Regions from separate parts of the Pan troglodytes genome. Here regions 1 and 3 are each linked to region 2. The links are chromatin contacts, called in public Hi-C maps. All regions are on one chromosome and are shown on one strand. Each heading gives the region's core, a stretch centred on a gene start, on an enhancer-like site or on the middle of the called end of the contact. The rest is flanking DNA. Distances are from core to core; before and after follow the strand shown.

The links. Hi-C and Micro-C count contacts between places; a contact is called where the count stands out from the background.
Region 1: a contact with region 2 is called in a Hi-C map of stem cell-derived neural progenitor cells, with 5 times the contacts expected there. The contact joins two enhancer-like sites. A contact is called at or near these places in 2 of 7 Hi-C or Micro-C datasets (blood and stem cell-derived neural progenitor cells) and 1 of 1 datasets of contacts at active chromatin or transcription factors (stem cell-derived excitatory neurons).
Region 3: a Hi-C map of induced pluripotent stem cells shows a contact between it and region 2, with 2.5 times the contacts expected there. The contact joins two enhancer-like sites. A contact is called at or near these places in 3 of 7 Hi-C or Micro-C datasets (blood, induced pluripotent stem cells and stem cell-derived neural progenitor cells) and 1 of 1 datasets of contacts at active chromatin or transcription factors (stem cell-derived excitatory neurons).

Annotation. Positions count from the first base shown.
Region 1 is chr1:169,666,374-169,670,294 of NHGRI_mPanTro3-v2.0_pri, reverse strand. All of the region lies in intron 4 of NFIA (nuclear factor I A), which reads left to right. Among named protein-coding and RNA genes, the nearest start is that of NFIA, 260 kb to the left of the region's middle. Within about 2 kb of position 2,309, at least 12 of the 24 cell types and tissues checked have an H3K27ac peak or open chromatin away from gene starts, as enhancers often do. A contact at or near this core is called in stem cell-derived neural progenitor cells, where this site is marked.
Region 2 is chr1:169,952,780-169,956,471 of NHGRI_mPanTro3-v2.0_pri, reverse strand. No RefSeq gene overlaps it. Among named protein-coding and RNA genes, the nearest start is that of NFIA, 26 kb to the right of the region's middle. Within about 2 kb of position 1,346, at least 16 of the 24 cell types and tissues checked have an H3K27ac peak or open chromatin away from gene starts, as enhancers often do. A contact at or near this core is called in induced pluripotent stem cells and stem cell-derived neural progenitor cells, where this site is marked.
Region 3 is chr1:169,548,796-169,552,348 of NHGRI_mPanTro3-v2.0_pri, reverse strand. NFIA (nuclear factor I A) reads left to right here. Exons shown (of 11, transcript XM_001157327.8): 11 at 3,370-3,553. The coding sequence ends at 3,387. Among named protein-coding and RNA genes, the nearest start is that of TM2D1, 280 kb to the right of the region's middle. Within about 2 kb of position 1,623, at least 12 of the 24 cell types and tissues checked have an H3K27ac peak or open chromatin away from gene starts, as enhancers often do. A contact at or near this core is called in induced pluripotent stem cells and stem cell-derived neural progenitor cells, where this site is marked.

The DNA of each region.
Region 1 (3,921 bases), core at 1,060-3,559, 290 kb after region 2:
TGCCATTGCACTCCAGGCTGGGTGACAAGGGCGAGACTCCATCTCAAAAAAAAAAAAAAGAAATAAGCTAACTGGCACAAAAGGTGATTAAACACATGATGTTAGCCCTGTTAGGAGTGTGATGTCATATAATATAAAAAATTAGAGTAGCTAGCATTTATCAAGCATATACCATGTACCAGGCATTGTGCTGGGTACTTTGTAAGCATTATCTCATTCAATCCTCCCATGGTTGGTGTTACTGTCCCTTTTTATAGATGGAGTCTGTGATGCTCCAAGAGGTTAAGCAACTTGCTCTTTTTCCTTTATTCTACTCAGCTAGCTGAGTGCCTACCTTTTCATCAAAACCTCTCCTATAATTGCATTATAGAACTAAATAGAATCCAAGGATTCTGTGCTTTTATTGAATAATCAGTTCTTGTTGATTTGATATACTTTTAGCTTATTAATTTGTGCATTAAAAAAGGTTAAAATTATTTTCATGTAAACCAAAGCAAGTAAGATACTTAATTAATTTTTTTTCCTGGATTTGTTTTTAGGTGTGAGTTTGTTTTTAATTAACAGACTTTATTCTTTTTTAGGGCAGTTTTTTAGGTTTACAGTTTTAGGTTAACAGAAAGTACAGAAGTCCCGTATACCCCTCCTCCAAAACAGTTTCCCCTATTGTTAACATCGTTTGTTAGTGTGGTACATTTGTTAAAATTCATGAGCCAGTATTGACGCATAATTAATAATTAAAGTCCACAGTTTACCTTAGGGTTCACTCTTGTACATTCTGTGGGTTTTGACAAATACATAGTGACGGGTAGCTACTATTATGGTATCATATGGAATAGTTTTACTGCCCTAAATATCTCCTGTTCTCCACCTATTCATTACCTCCCACTCCCCACCACTGATCTTTTTACTCTCTCCATAGTTATGCCTTTCACTTAGATGTTTTTAATGGTCTCAGTGTCCTACAATCTCTGACTATTTTGCAGATTTCTTCTTAACCTTCTGTTATCTATCCCAGCCCTATCCAGTCCCCTGCAATTATACCTAATTATGACTACTTACATGGGCTGAAAATTTCACAATCATTAATGATGGCTTAGGTTGAGATTTTTCTCCCTTTCTGGATCTTTAGTATTCGATTTTTAAATTTGCTAATACAAATATTTACTTTCACTAGGTTTCCAGTTAGTTTTTGTTTTTCATTTTCTTCCTTTTAAATGTAAGAGAGGAAGGAGGTGCTATTTCAGTATTTCCTCATGTGGATTCACTGAAATAACTATGTGCTAAGTGTGTTGTTTTTAATAGCGTTACTACCAAGGTGGCAATGGCAGAGAAACTCAGGAGAAAGCTGCTGGCTTAGCCTCACAAATTCAGAGGTGAGGGATTAGGCAACAAGGATGCTTGCCATTGAATTATACTGATCAGATATATGAACCTGTTGGAATCAGGGACTCCTGCTGGCCAACTGAAGCTGCAACCTTCCGTGAACTCGCCTTTCCTCCTTGCCTCCTGCCCACCACCTTTTAATTTTTTTTTTTCATTATCATCTAAAGTCCATGAAAGGCAAGAATGGAAAGTTCTGCTTCCATGGCAAAGAAGATACTGTAGCATAAAAATCTATATTTGTTCTCTTGCTAGTTTTTCCCCCATGTGGTAGGACCATCTGAAAGTAGCTCAATTATTTATTGCCTTGTTCCAGGGGAGGAGGAAAATACAGACCACTAGATGCTGTGCCAGAGAGAGAGAGAGAAGTATTCTCTGCTTTGGGGAAGGGGGTTTTACAAGTGTTAACAATGTGGTTCAGAATCACTAAAGTTGTTTTAGCATAATACTATGAGGAAAGAGACAAGAACCATCTGTTGAAATGGCTCTTACATGATGCTGCATTTTCAAACAAAGCCTTCTCAAGGCATTTTTAGATTGGTCTCTTTCCCTTGAAGTTGCTACAAAGAGAGCCCACTCTACTAGCTGCTAAATGATGCTGCTTAGATAGCTCTCTCTGTCAGCACCCACTCTTTTGTTTATTTTGCGCTAGTGTTTTCCTCAAAGTATGAGTGCTAAGACCGTCAAATATCACTCCTGGTATGAACCCAGAAAGTTCTCCTGAAAAATCCACTACTTCTGCCCATTTCCTTCCAAATTGCTGACTCTATTTTACTTGAAGTTGGTGGAGTGACTTCGAAACCCTAACTACTTCACTGGGAAAGAGGAAAACCGCAAATACACACAGGCCATTGTGACTCTGGCCTGGTGGGCTCTAATTTTCTAGCGGCGGTTTGTACACCCAAGCCGGCTGCAAGGGTTAAGTAAACTTCGTGGCTAAGGATGACTTCATGGCCCCGGAATTTTGAAAAGCCAGGATTCTCAGTACACTGTGGCCAGCCTTAGAGTCTTTGGGTGTGAAAACCACTCTCAGTTACCCAGACTGATTTTTGGTTCCTGTTGCAGTGCTGCAGAATCTATTAAAATCCGGCAGCTGAATTGTCCTGGCTCTGCCACAAAGCTCAGCTGCCGGGTCCACTACAGGATTCCTGAGTTGTTTGTCAATGGAGAGTGGGAGTGAATGGAACCAGGCATATGCCTCAGCCTGGCATGAGGTGGCACCCTAGTGGCTGTTTTCTGCCTTAGAAATGTGCGCTCTTTCTATATTTTCACACAGGAATTGTCATTAACATCCAAATTGCAGTTCATTTCTAAAGTTCTTTTTGAAGTCTCTGGGTCCTTGTTACGTTTTCAAGTACCCATATTCAGATGCTTAGATTTTCAGGCTAGTAATTTAGTAAGAACTATTGGCAATATTCTAACCTGACATGGTGGAACTTCTAAGACAGAATGAACTCGGCTACAAGGCACAACAAGAAAACGAAACTCTTGGGTAGGAACAAGCCCAAACTTGAAAATACAAAATGTTCTTGCACAGAAGGACTAATGAGGAAATGGGTGTAGGATAAGAAATTCCAGACGTCCAGTCATTTGGGGTGCCATTTAAACATTCGCAGTACTTTAGATCTTAATTAAAGTGGGATAGATTTAAAACTTTCTTTCTAAACTAGTGGCCCGTTGGTTTTCCTGTGTTTAAGTAACACGATAGCTGTGATCATTGCATGGAAATTAATTTTAAAAATAGCTTATATTCTTAAGCAAGATCTTCTTTCAAAAGAAACCATTTGGGCTCGAGCATTAAAGGAAGAAACAAAAAGAATATAATAAAAAATAGATTGCAGCCCCAGCATGAACAGTTGCCGTGACCTTGCCTTTTGTTTGCCATTACACAATTCAATGGCAGTCTACTCAAACTATGTGCTCGATCAATATCCTATTAAAGCAGCACAAAAAGTCTCCATAAACTTAGTGGTTAGCTATGTTTATAAATGGAACTCGGCATAATTAGATGGTCAATAGCAGGCTCTACTAGTAATTTTAAAATGAACGTCACACATTTTATATCTGTAGAAGTCAATGGCACCTCTTCTAGAGTGAAGGTAGAGTGTGGAGCAGACAAAAGAGTGGGTGGCCCTTTAAAAAAAATCATAATGTCTATTTCCAAATGTAGTTTTTAAAGAAAATCTAAGTTATGGAAGAGAAAATTCTGATTGGCCCCTATATATTTTTATTTTGCCTATCTGAACCACCTTCTTCTGAATATATTATGACTTTGCAAATGTTACATTTTCTAGTTTTAATCAACCCCTCATAGAGAGGTAAAATAATAAATATTGCCATACTCGTAGGAAGAAGAATAACAGTCTGGCTGGCTTAATTCAGCCAGCTTCCTCTACTATAATTCAATAAATTTTCAAAATAAATATTGAAATTGAATTAGTTCAGGAGGATGTTTTGTTGTATGATTTTTTCCTTTTAATTTTCTTGACATGTTTGGGGTGAATATTTGGGTAGTAAAGCTGGCAGCAGGTGCAATGGACT
Region 2 (3,692 bases), core at 97-2,596:
TGTCTATGAGGAGATAAGCTGGTTATCAAAACTCCCCGTAACCCATCCTGTTTCCTACTCAAACACTGAAACCTCTTAGCTCTCTCCCACTTCCTCTAAGGCCCTAATCTTCAAGGAACAGAAAGAAGCTAAACAGTCTTACAAGTTAGATTTCTTAGAATAAAAGATGGGTCTTCACATTAGAAATAGGTGAAAGTTGGCTGGGTGCGGTGGCTCAGGCCTGTAATCCCAGTAATCCAAGCACTTTGGGAGGTCGAGGCGGGCAGATCACCTGAGATCAGGAGATTGAGACCAGCCTGGCCAACATGGTGAAACGCTGTCTCTACTAAAAAATACAAAAAATTAGTCGGGCATGGAGGCGCGTGTCTGTAGTTCCAGCTACTCAGGAGGCTGAGGCAGGAGAATTGTTTGAGCCAGGGAGGCAGAGGTTGCAGTGAGCCGTGACCGCGCTATTGCACTCCAGCCTGGGAAACAGAGAGAGATTCCGACTCAAAATAAATAAAAAAATAATTAAAAACTATTTTTAAAAAAGAAAGAAATAGGTGAAAATTCCTTAGAAGGCACCTACAGCTTCTTACCTACATCTTCTCATTAAATTCTCACAATGACTCTATCAGACAGGTACCACTATTCCCTCTTTTGAGGGATGAGGAAATAGAGACTCAGGGAGATAAAGTAACTTGCCCAAGGCTACACAGCTATTCTCAAGGAAACATAGTGCATCCCATGAAAATAGCCTGGAGTCGAGATACTGGAGTCAAAGTGCAGCCAAAATTGTCAGGGTGCAACCTGCCTGTCCAATGAGAGCTGCTACTTCTTTGATACTGGAATCCCCCAATTCCTGAAATTAACACCCAGTTCTCCACTCCCCAAAAGCACACGCTGAGTGCCCTCAGGGCTCTTGCTGTTGCCAACAGACCTATAACTCGGTACAGGCTCAGGCAGCTGAGAGGAGGCTGTGGACACAACAGGCCTTGCTAGGCTTGCTGGGACGGGGCCACATTACTTTGCAGGCGCGTCTTTCTCCTGCCTGCTATCTAGAGCTCGCCTGTAGGTGGCGCCCTGCTTCGCTCAGGGGAATTTGGAGGGCGAGGACACGGGTCACCAGCTGCCTCCCCTGAAGGCCAATTTAAGTTGTCCCCTGGCTTGAACTGAGCGCAGGAACCTCGGTGATGGGGACGTGCCCCCCTCCCCGCGCGCTCTTCCTCTCTCAGCCCCCCTGCCCTCCCCTCTCCAGGGGCTGGCGGGCCCGCGCTTCCTCCGAGGTCGGGCTACGCGGCGCGATCTCCAAGCGCTGGGGCCGAGCCTGGCGCTCCGGGGCGGCGCTTCGGTCCCCGACCCTCGGGCCGGCCCGCTGGCCCCCACTCCGCTTCCTCCCGGCACCCGCTTCGCCGGCAGCTGTAGCGGAGGTGGAGGGATGGGGGACTGTGACCCCCGTGAGTGCCGGCGGGGCGGGGCAGCTTAAAAAACTTCTGAAAGGCCTGGTTCAAAGCCTCAAAGGATAGAACTTGGGCCGGAAGGCGGTTTCCACGGAGGGGCCTAAAAGGGGGCTGGGGGTGCACCTGCAGGGCCAGGAGCTGCGGCTTGGGAAGGGGGGCCCGGTCACCGCGAGCGCCGCAGTCCCCGCCCCGCACTCGCCGCCCCTTGGAGCCGCCGCGGCCCCGCCCGGGCCCTGCGCTTTCATCCTCCCCACGGGACAGCGGCCGCGCGGGGCGGGGGCGGCTCTGGCCGGCGCGCTCCCCGCGGGGTCTTCCTTCCCTCCGGCCCCTCCCTGGGAACCCGAGATTTCGCCGCAGAGCTGAACTCCCAGATTTTAACCCCAACCCCCCCGGGCGGGAGGCCGCGGAGAACCGGGAGTCGCGACCGAGGAAGCGTCCCCAGTCACCTCCTGGCCCCCCACACAGAGCCCCGGGGAGGGTGAGGAGGAGGAAGAGCGGGAGGAAGACCCGCGCCGGTGGGTGGGGGCAGGGAGGGGGCGTCCGGGGTCGCAGGGCGGCGCTCCGGAGAGTGGCCCCGGCGGCGTCCGGAGTCGCCGCGGCCGCCGTGCCACCTCGGGCAGGTGGGGGGGGAATGCGCGGCCGCCGCCAACCAGGGTCGCTCCGCCGTAGACGCCGAGCAGACGCGGTCCGGCGCTCGGCCGGAGAGCCGGCTAAGGGGCTTTTCATTAGCACCGCATTAGGAGGACACTCATCCTCCAGAGTCCTTCCCGTGGAAGCTCTTGAGTGAATTAGGTAAATGATTTGCTCCATTTGTAGTTTCTGAAGATATTTTCTCAGATCTTCAATTGAGCGCTTTAGCCAGGGAGCATATCTGTGGGGGCCTCCTTCCCACTGCCTAGGGTCTCACTCGGTGACAATTGCTGAGTCAGTGAGGACGTGTGGGGAAAGGTAAAAGTGGAATTGAGCAAAGCTGAGTAATTTAGCTAAGGAAGAGAAATCGCTACTGAAAATAGAATAGTTTAAAAATAAACTACATAAAGTTTATTCTTTTGCTTGGAGTCCTGCTCCTTGATCCGAGAAAGTAAAATCCATCAGAGTTGGGAGTTCCCCCCCCCCCATTAGCATTTATTACACTTTTTCAAAGTTACTGAAAGACTTCTTTTAGTGAATTTTAAGAAGCAATCGTGGTTGACATTACAGGCATCAAAGGTTTGGAGAACAGATGGGTAAACTTCCGAAGAGCTTAGTTGCAACACTAGCTCTCAAATTTAGTGTCAACTTTTATTTTAAAAAATAGAATAGGGTGGTGTTTTTATTAAACTTTTATATTTCAAGAGGTAGAGAACACCGAAGAGGAAAGAGACTGAAGGGAAAGTAGGGTGTTGGAAACAAAAAGAGAAAGGCGAGATTGACTGTAACATTCTGGTCTTCAACGAGTCCCAAGTTGGAATCCTAAAGCACTGCATATTTCTGGTAGCGTTAACTCTAACTGGAATATTGGCGGGCCTGGTCTCTAAGTGCGTCCTAAGAAAAAACAGATTTAAGCAAAATGGTTTTTTCCCTTTTGTGAAGGGAAAAAATTTAAGCACTTGCTTCATGCGGTAGCCCCAGCGGAAAAGCGAGCCCTCCCGCTCCCGGTGGCCTGAACTGAATTTGCTGCTTTAAAATCGGCAGGTGTGCCCAGCGTTCCCAGCGCTGCAGCCGGGACCTGATGAGTAAGAGTAAGAGGGCTCAACCGCAGGACATCACATGCCGGGTACCTAACGTCGGCATTTAAGCAGACAGGGACTAATATGCTGGAACTATCCTCCCGACACTGGCAAAGCCCAGAGACCGCATTTCCTACCACTTTGCCCACTTTGTACTGGGCACCCTCGGTAAACAGGATGAAAGCAACATTTTTATCCCTTAAGACGAAAATGTAACCTTTAGAATACTCCGTATTCCGGGGTTGACAGCATGTCAAGGGCTCAGAGGCAAGCTTGCATTACACATAGGACAAGTACAACTTATCAGGGTGCAAAAAAGGGCAAGAAACTTTGTAAAAGTTGGAATCAGTATTCAAAGAGATAGTTTCAGGTGGTGCTGCATAATGGCATGGTAACCACAAGAAGACCAGAAATGCTTGGAGTGCATTTCTGTTCTCGAAGAGGGGTTGAGGGTAGAGGCTTGGTGCACTGTGGTTTGAAGGTTTACAGAAAGCAGCCTTAACCTCATGAAGCTGGGAAGCTATGCTTTCTCCACAAAATACTC
Region 3 (3,553 bases), core at 374-2,873, 400 kb after region 2:
GTGATTTGCTGCTCAACCCCAACAATCGAATAAGCTCAGATTTCTTTTATGTTTTTCCTATATGACCCAAGAAGAAAATATGCAGAATCATTCCTCAATTAATGTTCTAAAATTTGTACTGCTTGCATAATAGAAATTATAAGAAAATATCACAAGAGAAAAGTAGGCTTTTACAAACATTATATTGTCCATCTGGTGTTACTAGCAGCTCATGGAAGTTTCTAGGAATTGACTGGCTTACACATGTGTGACTGTCACACTCATCCCAATGGGATTATGAGTGTCTTTACAAACTGATTAGGAGAAAATTCAGGGAGATGTATGAATTATTATTATTATTATTATTATTAGAACTATCTGCCATCTCTGCAAATAAATGATTTAATCAGAGACTTCAAAAAAAAAAAATTCCCTGTGTGGTTCCCCTAACCAACTTCCTATTCTGGAAAACCTTGGTCAAGTAGCTGGGTTAATTGTCATGAAGATTAGTGTGATGTTGAAATAAGTACTAATGGTCAAATTATAGGAGTGAACAAGTTTAAGAATAGGTTTTGGTTTGGGCCTGAAAGGGTTAATTAAGGTTTTTTCACGGGTTATTAAAGACCCCCAACCTCTGCCTTCAGGAGTCATATTGACACCCCACCACAGGGCAGCTCAGCCCCTCTATTGACATGTTGCTGGTCAGAGCACAATAGCCTTCTGTGTCTGCAAATCATTGCTAAAATCATCTCAAGGAAAAAAAAAGTTTGAAAGCTTTAACGTTAGACAAAAGCCCAAGAGTTGCAGCGCGCAGCTCAAAAACCTGGAGTCAGCAACTTCTATTGATTAAAAACTAACCTTTAAAGTAACTCTGAGAGTGTGTGGTTAGCATTTAAATTTAAACATGTCATGAGTTGATTTGTGTTACTGAATACCAACTCAGAAGGAGTAACATTCACATCGCATTTTTTTTTTCTAATTCCCTTAAGCAGCTAAAGTATTTCATGAAATGTCAATAGGGCAAAAAGAAAAAGAGGAGGGGGGCTGATGCTGGGCCTGGTAGTTTTCTTTCCCATGCAAATATCCACCCCCCAAAAGAAAAGTGTGGAGAGTGAAACACAATAATTAGTCCTTTGTCTAACTTTCCCAAGTGCCAGAGAAAGACAGATTAATTAAATATACAACAGTGTTGGTTTTTGGAGTGGGGGTCTTGCTTGCTGTGTAGGTCATAAATTAGGCAGAATAAATACTTCAATGTGTTTGCAGTGGGCCTGCTACGTCAGAACCACTGGAAGGTTGGTGGGAGGAGAGCAGAGGGTTTCTTGCTAATGATAGTCACGTCTGGGTCTGTCTGGTTGCTCTTAGCAACCAGACATGATGTAACACCAGGATGAACTTGAACTTGGGGGACTTGAAAAGAGAACAATAGACCAGAGCAATCAATAAAGCCTATTTCAGTGAAGGATTACAGAGCTGCTCTGGGGTAACCTTGTCGGCAAGGCACATACTGAATAGTAAGATGTGTGAAGAAACTTTTTTTTTTTTTTTTTTTTGCGCTTTGCTTTTTAAGAGAAGTGCAGAGGCACTGCAGATTTTTGTAGTGCCCTGAGGTCTCGTCCAGAAACTGTGGTGTGGAGAACTGCTCCCCCTGCTGACTCACTGGGTGCCAGGCCTTTGCTTCAAGAACTACCTTAGTGTCAGATTGAAGAAGTCTGGAATTTCACAACCGACTTAGAAAGTGTGAAAACAGAAATAGTAAGCATTATTCCCCGCACCCAAAGTTTGAGCCTGTTTTGTAGAAGGGAGGAAGCGGCTCTAACGTGGATGAGAGTCAGCTGTTAGGTAGAGGCCTACTAGAAACACGGTTTGGGGCTTGCTTTCTCTCTCCTTTCTCTCTCCCTCTTCTTTCTTTTGTCCAGCTAGATTTAGGCCATGTGTATTTGCCAGGCTGATTTCCTTTCAGGACACAAGAGGCTTTATTGTGTTCCTCAAAGCATGTGGTCAAAGAATAACATCTGAAAGTCTACAGGATGCGTAGTTTTTCGGTCTGGGCTTAAGTTTTTTAAACTCCTCTGGAAATCAAAGGTGGCTTGTGTGACTAGGAAATCTTATACCAAACTCCATGTAGCTATCACTTAGCCATTCATCCCTGGGGACCAAATGAGTCCTTACGTTACCTAATGGAATCTCTTCCACAGGGATGATCCTTCACTTGCCTGAAGCAACCCAATCAGAACCCTTTCTGATACCGTCAACTTAAAGAATTCAGAAGCATTGGTTTTTGTTAGGCCTTGGTAATTTTTCTGTAAATAATGATAAATGTAGTGAATTTGTCAAGGTATCTCTAGAGAAAAGTCGGCAAAAGCCACATACTTTTTTATTTCACTGGAGAAACTAACTCTGATGTTAGTCCATAATTGCTCATTCTGTCTAGCTAACAGAAAAAGAAATGCCAGCAGATAAAGTGATATATGACCAGACAATTGCTCAAAGCTAATCACCTAAGGATTTACGAAAGGAAAAGGTAACCAGTAACTGGGCCTGGCAGGCACACAGAAGGCTCTAAATAAATGCTGCATGGACGCAAGCATGAATGAAGGGTACGCAGTGGCCTCATTTTTCTTTTGGACAATGTGGTACTTAATAGAGTAAAATCTTGATCCTGCTTAGTTATTATGTTTCATGCTTGAAAATACCATTTTAGATATATTGGGCTGAAAGGAGCATCTTCCCTCATAAAATCCTACATATGTAAGGAAGGAAAAATACTGTGACTTGCTCAAAATCACCCAGGAAGACTGGGTCCAGCACTTTTTCCACCTTACCTCCACTTATTCTTGTGTCGCTATTGACCATCTGGGCCTGTTAGGAGAGTGTCACAATCATGGCTTCAGTGCCTGCACCTCATTTGAAAGGAGAAGTTGAAAATCATCAGAGTAGCCATTCATTGCCACATGAAACCCCTCCCTTCACCCATTCTCCATTCATTCAACTCTTCTTCATTAAGAACGTTCTGTATTCCAGGCACTGGGCTAGGCACTGAGGATTGAATGATAAACAAGATGGTCAAGTTTCCTGCCCTCCTATAACTGCCCCCATCAGTTAACAAAACCCTTATTTGTATTTCAAGTGAACAGAAATACCTCATTCTGTAAGATACACTCAGAATGTTGGAAAACCCCAACGAAGACAATGAATTATAATTTCAGAAGAGTAAGATCAGTTTCAGTGTCACAGGATTTTTTATTGTCTGTCGTGCCTTTACTTTTCCCAGCGAATCCCTCCCGCATCCCTAACGTAGATCCTGATTTCGTGGTTGAAAAGGCAACTTCTAAAACACACGTTTTTACAAATTGTGATTTTAATTGTATTTTTCCTTTTGTCTTCCAGTCCTGGTACCTGGGATAAAAGTTGCAGCGTCCCACCATCCACCAGACAGACCACCTGACCCCTTCTCAACTCTGTAACATGGACGCAACCTCAACCCAGCGCAGTTACAACTTCACTGTCAGTGGAAGGGGAGAAAAACCGATTCAAATCAACTTGTACATGGAAACAGCAAGCATTATGGTCA